Regions from separate parts of the Capsicum annuum genome. Here region 2 is linked to region 1. The links are chromatin contacts, called in public Hi-C maps. All regions are on one chromosome and are shown on one strand. Each heading gives the region's core, a stretch centred on a gene start, on an enhancer-like site or on the middle of the called end of the contact. The rest is flanking DNA. Distances are from core to core; before and after follow the strand shown. Region 1 holds the start of LOC107838718. Region 2 overlaps LOC107838731 (endochitinase A).

What was found. Hi-C and Micro-C count contacts between places; a contact is called where the count stands out from the background.
Region 2: a contact with region 1 is called in a Hi-C map of bud, with 3 times the contacts expected there. The contact joins the enhancer-like site here to the promoter of LOC107838718 in region 1. A contact is called at or near these places in 4 of 5 Hi-C or Micro-C datasets (bud, leaf, pericarp and 1 more).

Annotation. Positions count from the first base shown.
Region 1 is chr1:143,477,692-143,482,929 of UCD10Xv1.1, forward strand. It overlaps LOC107838718, which reads left to right and starts at 2,589. Exons shown (of 2, transcript XM_016681889.2): 1 at 2,589-2,906; 2 at 3,033-4,784. The coding sequence starts at 3,114. The coding sequence ends at 4,379.
Region 2 is chr1:143,570,240-143,575,477 of UCD10Xv1.1, forward strand. It overlaps LOC107838731 (endochitinase A), which reads right to left. Exons shown (of 7, transcript XM_016681915.2): 6 at 3,979-4,058; 7 at 2,647-3,136. The coding sequence ends at 3,025. Among protein-coding and RNA genes, the nearest start is that of LOC124898113, 15 kb to the left of the region's middle. Within about 2 kb of position 3,027, at least 4 of the 5 cell types and tissues checked have an H3K27ac peak or open chromatin away from gene starts, as enhancers often do. A contact at or near this core is called in bud and leaf, where this site is marked.

The DNA of each region.
Region 1 (5,238 bases), core at 1,339-3,838:
GTTTGCTAGACTGATGAGCAGTGAGTTTGAAATAAGCATGATGGAAGAACTAAACTTCTTTCTTGGCTTACAAATTAAGCAGGGTGCATCTAGAACTACTATATACCAATGAAAGTATATTCACAAATTGCTTAAAAGGTTTCATATGAAAGATGCAAAGCCTATTGACACTCCTATAGGCACCTCCTCCAAATTGGACCTAGATGAGCTTGGTCCCTTTGTAAATAAAACTATGTATAGAGGGATCATTGGTTCCTTACTCTATCTAACTACTAGTAGACCTGATATTGTTTTCAGTGTTGGAATGTGTGCTAGGGTCCAGTTAAGTTCAAAGAAATCTCACTTGAAGACAGCTAAGAGGATCTTGAGCTATCTCAAAGGAACTCCTGATCTGGTTTTCTTTTGTCCTCCTAGTGACTGTTTTGACATGACTGGATATGTTGATGCTGACTATGCTGGGTTTTTGGTGGATCGAAAAAGCACTTCAGGAATGGCTCACTTCCTAAGTTCATCCTTGATCTCATGGGGTACCAAGAAATAGAATTTTGTGGCTTTCTCTACAACTAAAACTGAATATATTACAATTGCAGCATATTGTGCTCAATTTTTGTGGATCAAGCAACAACTTAAAGACTTTGGCATCCTCTCAGATTGTGTTCCATTATACTTTGACAACACTAGTGCAGTCAATATGGCAAAGAATTCGATTCAGCACAAAAGAACAAAGCACATTAATGTTAGACATCACTTCTTGAGAGATAATGTTGAAATGAGGTTGATCAAGATAGTTTTCTATAGCACTAATGATCAGATTGTTGATATCTGTACCAAAGCGTTTGGTAGAGAACCTTTTGAGAAAAATAGGTCAAGGTTGGGATTGATGAGACCTAGCTGAATACTTTCCACTCTTCGTCTTCCTCTTGTTACAACTATGATTTGGTAGGTAGCTATCCAGATTAGATGTTCCATCTGTACTTGGTTCCTGTCTTACATCTATGATGATGCCAAAAAGGGGAAATCTTTGTGTGGTTATGGCTGATTTTTGTGTGGCTATGGCTGATGTTTGTGTAATTTGATGTTTATTGATAGGGAGAATTAGCATGCTTATACTCTTATAGGCGTCAGTGATAGTGGGAATTGGTTAGGCAAACTGGCCGGACATGTGGTCTTGGGGCTTATATTGTGCTGCTAAGGTGTAGACTATGTTGTGTAAACGTTGATTGAAGAAGTTGAGTATGCTGAATTGCTTGTATGGATTTGCCATCATCAAAAAGGGAGAAATTGTTAAGTCTTTTGTTTTAATGATTGACAAATTCATAGTTTGGGACCTGGTCCTTGGAGTTTTGGTGATACCAAAAGCTACTACACATTAGGGAACAGGTTGAGCTCACCTGTCACTGTCAAATTCGAACTGCCACGGCTGACACATAGTACAAAAGTTATTGGAAAGCTCTTGGCACCTTTTTGCCTTAACCAATGGGATCTCTCTTAGGTTTTCTTGTGTCATAATATATATTGCTCATCTTCCTCAACAAGAAAACCAACACTTCATATACTTACAATTAAATATCTCTCTGAAGTGGTGAATCAAAGGCTACACACTGCAGTAAGAAACCGGTTGTTCATTGAGTTGTATTTTTTACTTTCTTGTTGCAGTTGAGTCTTTGTATTTTGTACTTAAACACTTGCCTACATTTGCTTATGATTGTCATTAGGTGTTGAGGTGCAAACCTTCATTTTGTAATAATCTAGAGTTAGATGATTGTTTCAAACTAGAGTTAGTTTGTATTACCAGTTAGAGTTAGCTGGAGGTGAGAAGCAGCAGAGGTACTGCTTGGGTTTCCTTGTAATGGAGTTCTTGCTAGGAAACAAAGGATTAGGAAGTTAATCTTTGGAATCTGTATTCAAGAAGTTTACTTGAGCATAGTGGACCTTAGAAATCCTGGAGGCAGGTCGTAATTTTTCTCCCTTGAGCAAAGAGTTTCCAAGTAAAAATCTTGTGTCCTTTATTTTATTGTATTTTCTGCATTTCTTATTTTATTTATCTCCTAATTCCTGCTGCGTAAGTGTATCTGGGAACAGTTTCCTGAATTGAGGAGCAATCCACCCCAAACCCTTGAAACTTCAATCGAGTAATTTAAGCTATGATTCGTTAACCTATTCTAATCCAATTTCATCCTAATGTGTACATAGTACACTTTAGTGGCTTATATAGATTAGACAATAATTCAATAATAAACCTAACATATTTTAATCAACTTAACCCATTTATTTGATACTTTAGTATATCAATAATTTAGTATATCAATAATTCAATCTCACAATCCATGACCTGCACAAATAGTATATCAATAATTCAATCTCACAATCCATGACCTGCACAAACTTTTCATTATGCATTGTCAATATTTTATTGAGTGTATAAATAAATCATTATTACAATATCATCATGTTATAATGCTTCGACTATTAATAAGTTGACTCCGCTTATCTTTAATAACAATGATATGTCGTGTATTTTCATAAAATACAGTATGAAGAGATTAATAATAAACGTAGTTCATATTTCAAAAATAATGAGATAGAAAAGTTAGTTTCGATAGGCGGCTCCTCTAGTTATCTTATTCGGACATTTCCTAGTATCCTCACAAGTCACAACATAAGTGCCCAAAATGCACTAACCAAAGTTGCTTGGAACCCATGACCCATCCAATCCAATAAACTTTTTCTTGTTTGCTTAGCGCGGCCCGGCGCTTTCTCCCCTTCTTCTTTCTTCTCCCTCGGATACTCTCGTCTTATCCCCCACCCCCCACCCCCACCCCCTTTTCCCTTTTCCTTTCTTTCACTCTCTCCCTTTCTTGTACCACTGGCGGGTATATCAAGAAAACCATGGAATTTTCTTACAGGTTCTTTTATTCAATTCTTGAATTTGGGTTCTCATTTGTTTGTTATCAGGTTTCATCTATGTTGTGATTTTGTACTTGACTTTTTTTTCTTTCTTTTTTTTTGGTGTGTGTGTGTGTTTTCTTTAGGTAATATCTAGCCAAGGAAAGGGGTTTGTTTTGTTGTTCTTGAAAAAGGGTATCTTGGAAATTGAGTAGGATTAGACTTTGATGGATGATATAGTGATGGATCTGGATTTGAACCAAGAACCTATGGACCCATCTTCTGGTTCGTCTTTAGGATTAGGGTCTTTGTTGAGTGACTTAGAAACTGCTCACAGTAGGATAGAGGAGAGGATTAGGCAACTTGAGGCTGTTACTGCTAGAGCTTTGCAGCGTCATACGTGGCGTCAGGCGCGGAGTACTTTGGTTACTGGTGATGTTTCGGGTGGCGCCGTGGTCAATGTGGATAGTGAGATGCAAGGTGAGAACGGGGTGGGGAATTCGGGTGTGGTGGAAAGGAATGTTGGGAGGGGGAAAGGATGCAAAAGGGATAGTTCCCATTTGGTGGCAAAGGCGTTAGAGATGGATTTAGTGGTTAATAAGGTGGAGGATGATGGCGGGAGTTTTTTTGACTGTAATATATGTTTGGATATGGCTAAAGAACCTGTTTTGACTTGTTGTGGCCACTTATACTGTTGGTCGTGCTTTTATCAGTTACCTTATGTTGATTCAACTACAAAGGAATGTCCTGTTTGTAAGGGAGAGGTTTCAGATGCAAATGTTACACCTGTTTATGGTAATGGAGATGGTGAAGGGGTAAAAGAGCTGGAGTCTGGTCTGAAAATACCACCAAGGCCAAAGGCACGTCGAATAGAGAGTGTTAGACAGCAGCGTGTAACTCAGGGTTTGTCTCACATCCCGGTTGCAGAAGCTCTAAGGAGAATTAGGACTAGTATTGGATTAGGGAACCACCCGCAGCAACAGGACAGTAGTGGAGTTACTTTTGCAAGCAACTCTCATGTGTTGCAAAATGCTGACACCTTAAGCAGTAGGAGACTACGTTCCCGTCTTTTTTCAAGGGTGTTGTCAGAAGGTGCTGCGTCTCTTTCATCAGAGTTAGATAATGCACAACGGATGTTTGAGGACCTTGCAGCATCACTCACTGATCGGCTTCTCCAAAGAAGTAATGCGGATGTTCTACCAGCCGTTCAGGGAGCAACAGGTGACGGTGATTCTTTCAGAAGAGATGCTGCTCTCATACAGACAAATTATCGGGCACTGGATGCAGTAGCAGGGACAGGTTCCACTGCATCTGTTCCGTCCTCTTCTCAAGCAAATGAAGTTTCTGATGCTGCTGTTCAGTTGGAAAACCTTACAACTGGTACTGGTAATCTGCCTGTGATACGATCTTCCTTGGCTTCCAGGAGAAGAAACATTTTGTCAAGGCTTTCTGATGTAGATATCCGTGAGTCTAGAAGGAGAAGATTGAATTGATGGCTTTTGAATAAGGTATAGCTTCCGAGGTCTTCTGTCTACTCAGCTATCTCTCCTTGCCAATGCTTGTCATTTTGATTCCATTGTGTTCATTGCTAAATGCTAACTGTAACGTCGCTTGGGTAGAAACAACTCTGAAATATCGACAAAGTATCTGACTCCTGTTGGAAGTGTATGTCTACATTATATTTAGCTTCTTCTAGTTTTGGCATTTTCTAGCATGAATTGTGTGGTAGGAGGCTTCCTCAACAAATAATCAACTCTTGCTGCATGTATTTGCTACTTATGTTAAGAATTAGTATGAACTGTATCGGCTTGCTATCTGCACATTTTATTGACGTTCATGATTGTACAATGGAATCCCCATGTGATAAATGTATTTTGCTTTTCTACTTTGTTTGGGAATTATCTCGTGCATTTTGACATGTATCTCATTTACAGCCTTTTTGTTGCTGTCATGTGAAATAATGTGTTTTCGGAGACGTAGAAAAAGAATAGGAGAGATGACAATTGGAAAACGAAGAGAGAGTTCTTGAGAATGTTCAATTTGGTTAATTCTCTCAAGCTTTGGGGGTTTATTATATAGTGTTCACATTGGGTCTAAATGAGGAAAAAATATATATAGAACAAAATCTCTCTAGGTCATTCATAATAATATGCACTGAACTAAACCATAGTTTCATAAAACTGATGCAATATTTACAGATCCTCTCATATCAACACATTTGTTACAAATCCTTTTGGCCAACCTCAGGTTGAATTGCACTGATCTGTATCATCAAAATTATTATAATTAATTATGGGACATTGAAAAGATTTTATAAAGATGTCGACTAGTTGGTCATTTGAGTGGTAAAAT
Region 2 (5,238 bases), core at 1,777-4,276, 93 kb after region 1:
ACTATCTGATCTTCTTCCTATAGGAACATCTTTTTCACTCTTTGACAGAGGTCCAGATACTGTACGAGATACATGTATCGATTTCCTCATAAAAAATTATGAAGGCGTCGTACTGAAGTCATTAAAACCGTCATGATCTTTAGTAACTTGAGGTAAATTCACTCTGTAACTCCTCTGATCCGGATTTTCAATTGATGATGGCATTGAAGATGTACCATGGTGATCAGCTGCAAAACTAGTTCGCGGCAAATCAAGTTTTTCAAACTTCTCCCCACTAGGAGCAATGTTGGCATGTGAACACTAAAAAATTTATCCATTCAATATTGTTACGATTAAAACTAAAAATACTATAGTGCAATGTATGAAAAAAATTCAATCAGTATCGTACCTTGCTAAATATTTCGATTATAAATTGATTAAACTGAGCTCGGACTGCAACAATCCTCCAATTCAATATACGAGGTATATTGTTATCCTCCTTCACAGCAACTTTGATATCAACATTTGAACAAAGTTCAAACATCCACATATTAAAAACCTGAGGGATACCACCCAACCTATAAAGCTGCTTCTCCATTGAAAATTCTTGCCTAAGTGAGGCCATAAACCTGGAGAAAAACACTTTACCCCAAGGAAAGAATTCATATTTTTCATCTTCAACCATTTTGAAATTAGAAAATGACATGGGAGAAGCATTCAGCTGTGAGTAGACGAATGTGTGGATGAAGTATAGGATTGCCATCTGGAGGAAATCCTCTTTGTTTTCAAAATTTTCCTTCAGAAAACGTTTCACCAATGCCTCCTTATCTACCTCATTCGTTGATTGCAGAAAATACCTTTTCATAAGCCAACTCGGAGAAGAATCTTCATATTTGAAATCATCAACATTACCAAAACATTTTAAGTCAGTTATCAAAGCAAATTCATAGATGAAAAATCTAAAAATCTGGCCTTTGACAAACACATATATCTCTTCTTGATTTGGTTGCTCGATCTCGAGCATAAAAAGACATTTTGTTATTTGTCCAATATAATTGAAAAGAGGTATGTTGAGATAACATCCGAAAATAGTCTTCTCAAATAAGTGTAAAACTTTTTGGCTGACAACTTCTTTAATTTTATCCTTAAATCTTAAATTGCATGAACTTACAATTTAAGAGGATGAGTTGGAATTTCCTTTATAACGTAACTCAATTCCTAAAAACAAAAAGAAACAATAATGATAAAATTAGTTGAGATGCAACAACTCTACATTAAGACAGTACAATATAAATAAAAATTCTAAGAACATCATACTTTAGATACAAGTTAATACAACATGTGTGTATGTAGGTATAAACTTGTATCTTTTGTAATACGACTTTCAATAACAAATAAACAATACTAGATACATTTCAAGGCATTAACAGTTAGTCCCAGATACAAGTTAACACAACAAGTTTCTATAAAGTCATAACTTATATCTCTTATAATAAGACTTTCAGTAAAATTTAAACACCAATAGATACATATCAAAGTATTAACAACAACTCACATATACAAGTCAACATAACATGTATCTATATACTTAAAAACTTGTATCTTTTGTTATATTAATTTCAATATAAAAAAAATTACAAGATACATATAAAATTAGCAAAAAAGAACCAGATAAACAATAAATTTCTAAACGTATCATCCAATTCAAAATATGTATCTCAGCCTAATATTCAACAGGTCTGAAGATGCAATTACCTTAGGAAGCTTATCTGTTCAAATTTCTTCAACAATTCTTCTCTTGGCGGGAGCTTTACTTGCAGGACTGTTGGATCCTCTTTTCTTAGAACCACTTTCTTTTTTCTTGTCCTTCTTAGCATGCTTTTGCCATAATTTCTTCATAGTTTGGGAATCGTTTCTATGTTTTGATCTATTTTCACCAAAGCCATCAAATTCATAGTCAGTATTTCCAGGAACGAAGTTTACAACTTTTTAAGATTCTTTGATATTTTCTAATTGAGAAAACCCAAGACTAAAAGAAAGTCCGAAATCTCTTTTCATAATGATAATTCAAATAATGAAGCATAAAAAAAAAGTAGAATCGAAGAAATTGTTCAACCAAAACACTCAAATTTCACATAGCTTTACTTGCGCAAAATATTTTTTTTTAAAAAAAACATAAAAAAGAAATAGAATAAATTGAAGTTGATTTCATGGGGAAATTACCTTGACTGAAAGTTTTGAATTAGATGGAGAAAATGGATAGAAACCTCACCAGAAATTGCAGCGTACAAAGAGGTGATATAGATTATTTTTGGTAAAGAGCCGACTTGTTAATTATAGGTTTAACTTGTATCTCAACTTTATCAAAAATATGAAATGTTGGAATTTAAGTAATTTTTTAGAAGTGGGTATGTTGTTTATTTAGATAATTTTTTCTTTTTTTTTTAACTTCTATAACGTCGCGTCCAGATCAACTTGCACGTATCTCAATATCATATGAAATATGTGCGAGCAATTTCCCTGGGTTTAGAAGGATTAAGAAACCACCGAACATATTTTCTGTCCATTGCTGTATGAGCTGCCTCTTGTTTTCTACCTTCCATTATTCAACCAAGCACATTTCATACACCACCACATATAAGCAGTAGAGGCATGCTACGCAAATGATCTAATTGAACTTGTTCAACTCATTTAAACCTATCAGTTAAATTTGACGAGTTCCATAAGTAAATAATCTAAAGGACAACAAAGAATATCACCAGAACCACTAAATTACAACTCAGAAACATTGATGATTTATTTCCTAGCTAAATCGTTATCCTCCTATTCTAATAGCATCACCATGCTATAAATACAAGCTAACAAGCAACACTAAATTACACTACCAAACCGCCTGTATTGCACCAGCATACACCATTTTGCCCCCAACGTCAATAACATCAAACCTGAGCGCTCCCCAAAGTCCTCAAGGTACATATATATGACTAACGAAATATGAGCGCTCCAGCAAGGAGCACATGAGAGCCTACGAACCAGTTGCATAGTTTAGTTTCCAGAAGCTGGATCGTTTCTGAATTGCTGCTCTAACATTGGAGGGAGAAGAAGAGCAAGCCTGGTTTTGTATCTTGCAATCCGTCTAAGCCTTTCTTCCCTTAATCTGCAAATTTTCCAAGCACAATGAGTCAACTGTATTTATTCACCAGTGAAAAAGTTATCAACCAATTTCCAGGAAGCACATTAAATACGAACCCCCCCCCCCCCCCCCCCCCCCCTTCCGGAGACCAAGGAAAGGAAGAGAAAGACGGGAAACACCTGCTCAAAGAATGACTCTGGAATATAGTGAAGATTGAATTAACGGCTATGAATCTTATCATTGTTTGTTATCTGCTTCATCAGATCCAGCATCTAGCCGGAAAGTGAAAACCAGGTCAGTTTGTCGACCTAATCTCCTAATTTTTGGGCTGAACAGAGGTCATTATCAGAAAGAGTTGAGATGGCCAATCACCAGCCACTCTCAGTTGTGCAGCAGAAGAACCGAATGCATGGTTTCTGTTCTTCAAGCTCTTTCTTCAGGTGTCTAATTTTGCTAGCATCTCAATTTAAGGGGGCATTGCAAGTTAACCACATGATTAGCGATGGACTACTACTTTTTCCCTTTCCAATTAGGTGAAGTGTCAAATTTTTATCCATTCATCAAAGGGCTAGCGCCCAGTGAAATAGCGTTGGGATTTTGGGTAAACGAAAACACTGTTATCATCTAAGATATATATATCACTCATTCCTTTGCAGAGCTAAATTACTGATTTTCCCTGATCATAACAAATTTCAAATGCCAAAGTAAAGCTAATCAACAAAAGAAAAAGTAGAATTTGTAATATAGGACATCTGCACCTCTTTGGGCACCTTGGGAAAGGGGCCAGAAAGAGCTCCATCAACAAGGAAACAGTTATAACTTATAACCCTAATTGCAAAAAGCCAAATACCAGAAAGGTTTTTTACCGTGATCTAATCCTTTTAGCACGCTTGACATGTCTTTGCAAAAGTTCTTTCGCAGATAAATGCTCGACAGATTCCCCATCCTGCAAGTAAACAAAAAGGGAATCAGTTGTTCAATTCTATAATTGAACGCCAATTGCCATCTCTAACTACCCAACTACACATCGAACAACTGGGTACATCTCTACAGGCTGCTTTGCAATCAGAGACATGTGAATCCTAACACATAATAGCTGAACAGAAAATTAGAAATGACAAAGCTATAAGAGACATGATTAAAGCAACAGCCAAATTTTTTTTTTAATGAGCTCAAAGCCTTGAGAGCCGAAAACTTGGATCAAGTTTGATAAAATTGAACTTGCTTAACCTTAAAACGTATATAATATGTAGATACAAATAAATTAATAGGGAGACGCAATGAAATTAATATGGAACTCGTGTGGAAAAAAGTAGAATGTCTGACGCCTTAAAAATTTCAAGAGAGGAGATACAAATGTATGAGTAATTTCCGTAGATAGTCACCCATATTTTGGCAATTGCCTACAAATATCACTTTTGTTTCTTTTAGGACAAGAATATCACTCAACTATCCCTATTTTCCTCAAAAAATACATAACACTTTAAAAACCTTCTTCTCTCCTACTTGGCATGCCATGTTGTTAAAATCTTATTTTCTTAATAATAAACCTGTTTAATTTTTTAAACTCACGCCTTATAAACTACAAGAAAAATCTAAATTATGTAAAGAAAAAAAAAATTAGAATTTGTAAAAAATATTATCGGTAACCTAATTCACTACAAGCTTTTCAATCAAATTAATTCAATGAAAAACCTATAAATTTTTCTATCAAACACAATTTGAAGTAGAAAATCTAAGTTTTTTTTTCTCAAACAAAATTTGTTTAAAAAATCTAACAGGTAATTATCACCAGAAAAATTTAATTCGCATGTAGTCTAGCCTGCAAAATTTCAAGCAAGATCTTTTTGATAAAAAGATAGTAAAAAAATGAATTCTTATGGATTTTCTCCAAGTAAATTTCCTAAACAAATCAAGTAAATCCGCAAAATTAATATAGGCAAAAAACTTTAGAAAACAGAAATTTATTATTTTTAATTTAATTTTCTCATATTATTTTTTGTTTCTATTACACTATTTTATCTTATTATATAAGTAAACGCCAATTTATATCCTTTCCTCATCCTAAACCCACAAAAAGCAAGCGATAATTGGTTGGGTACTATTTTAAAGATTCATTTGTAATA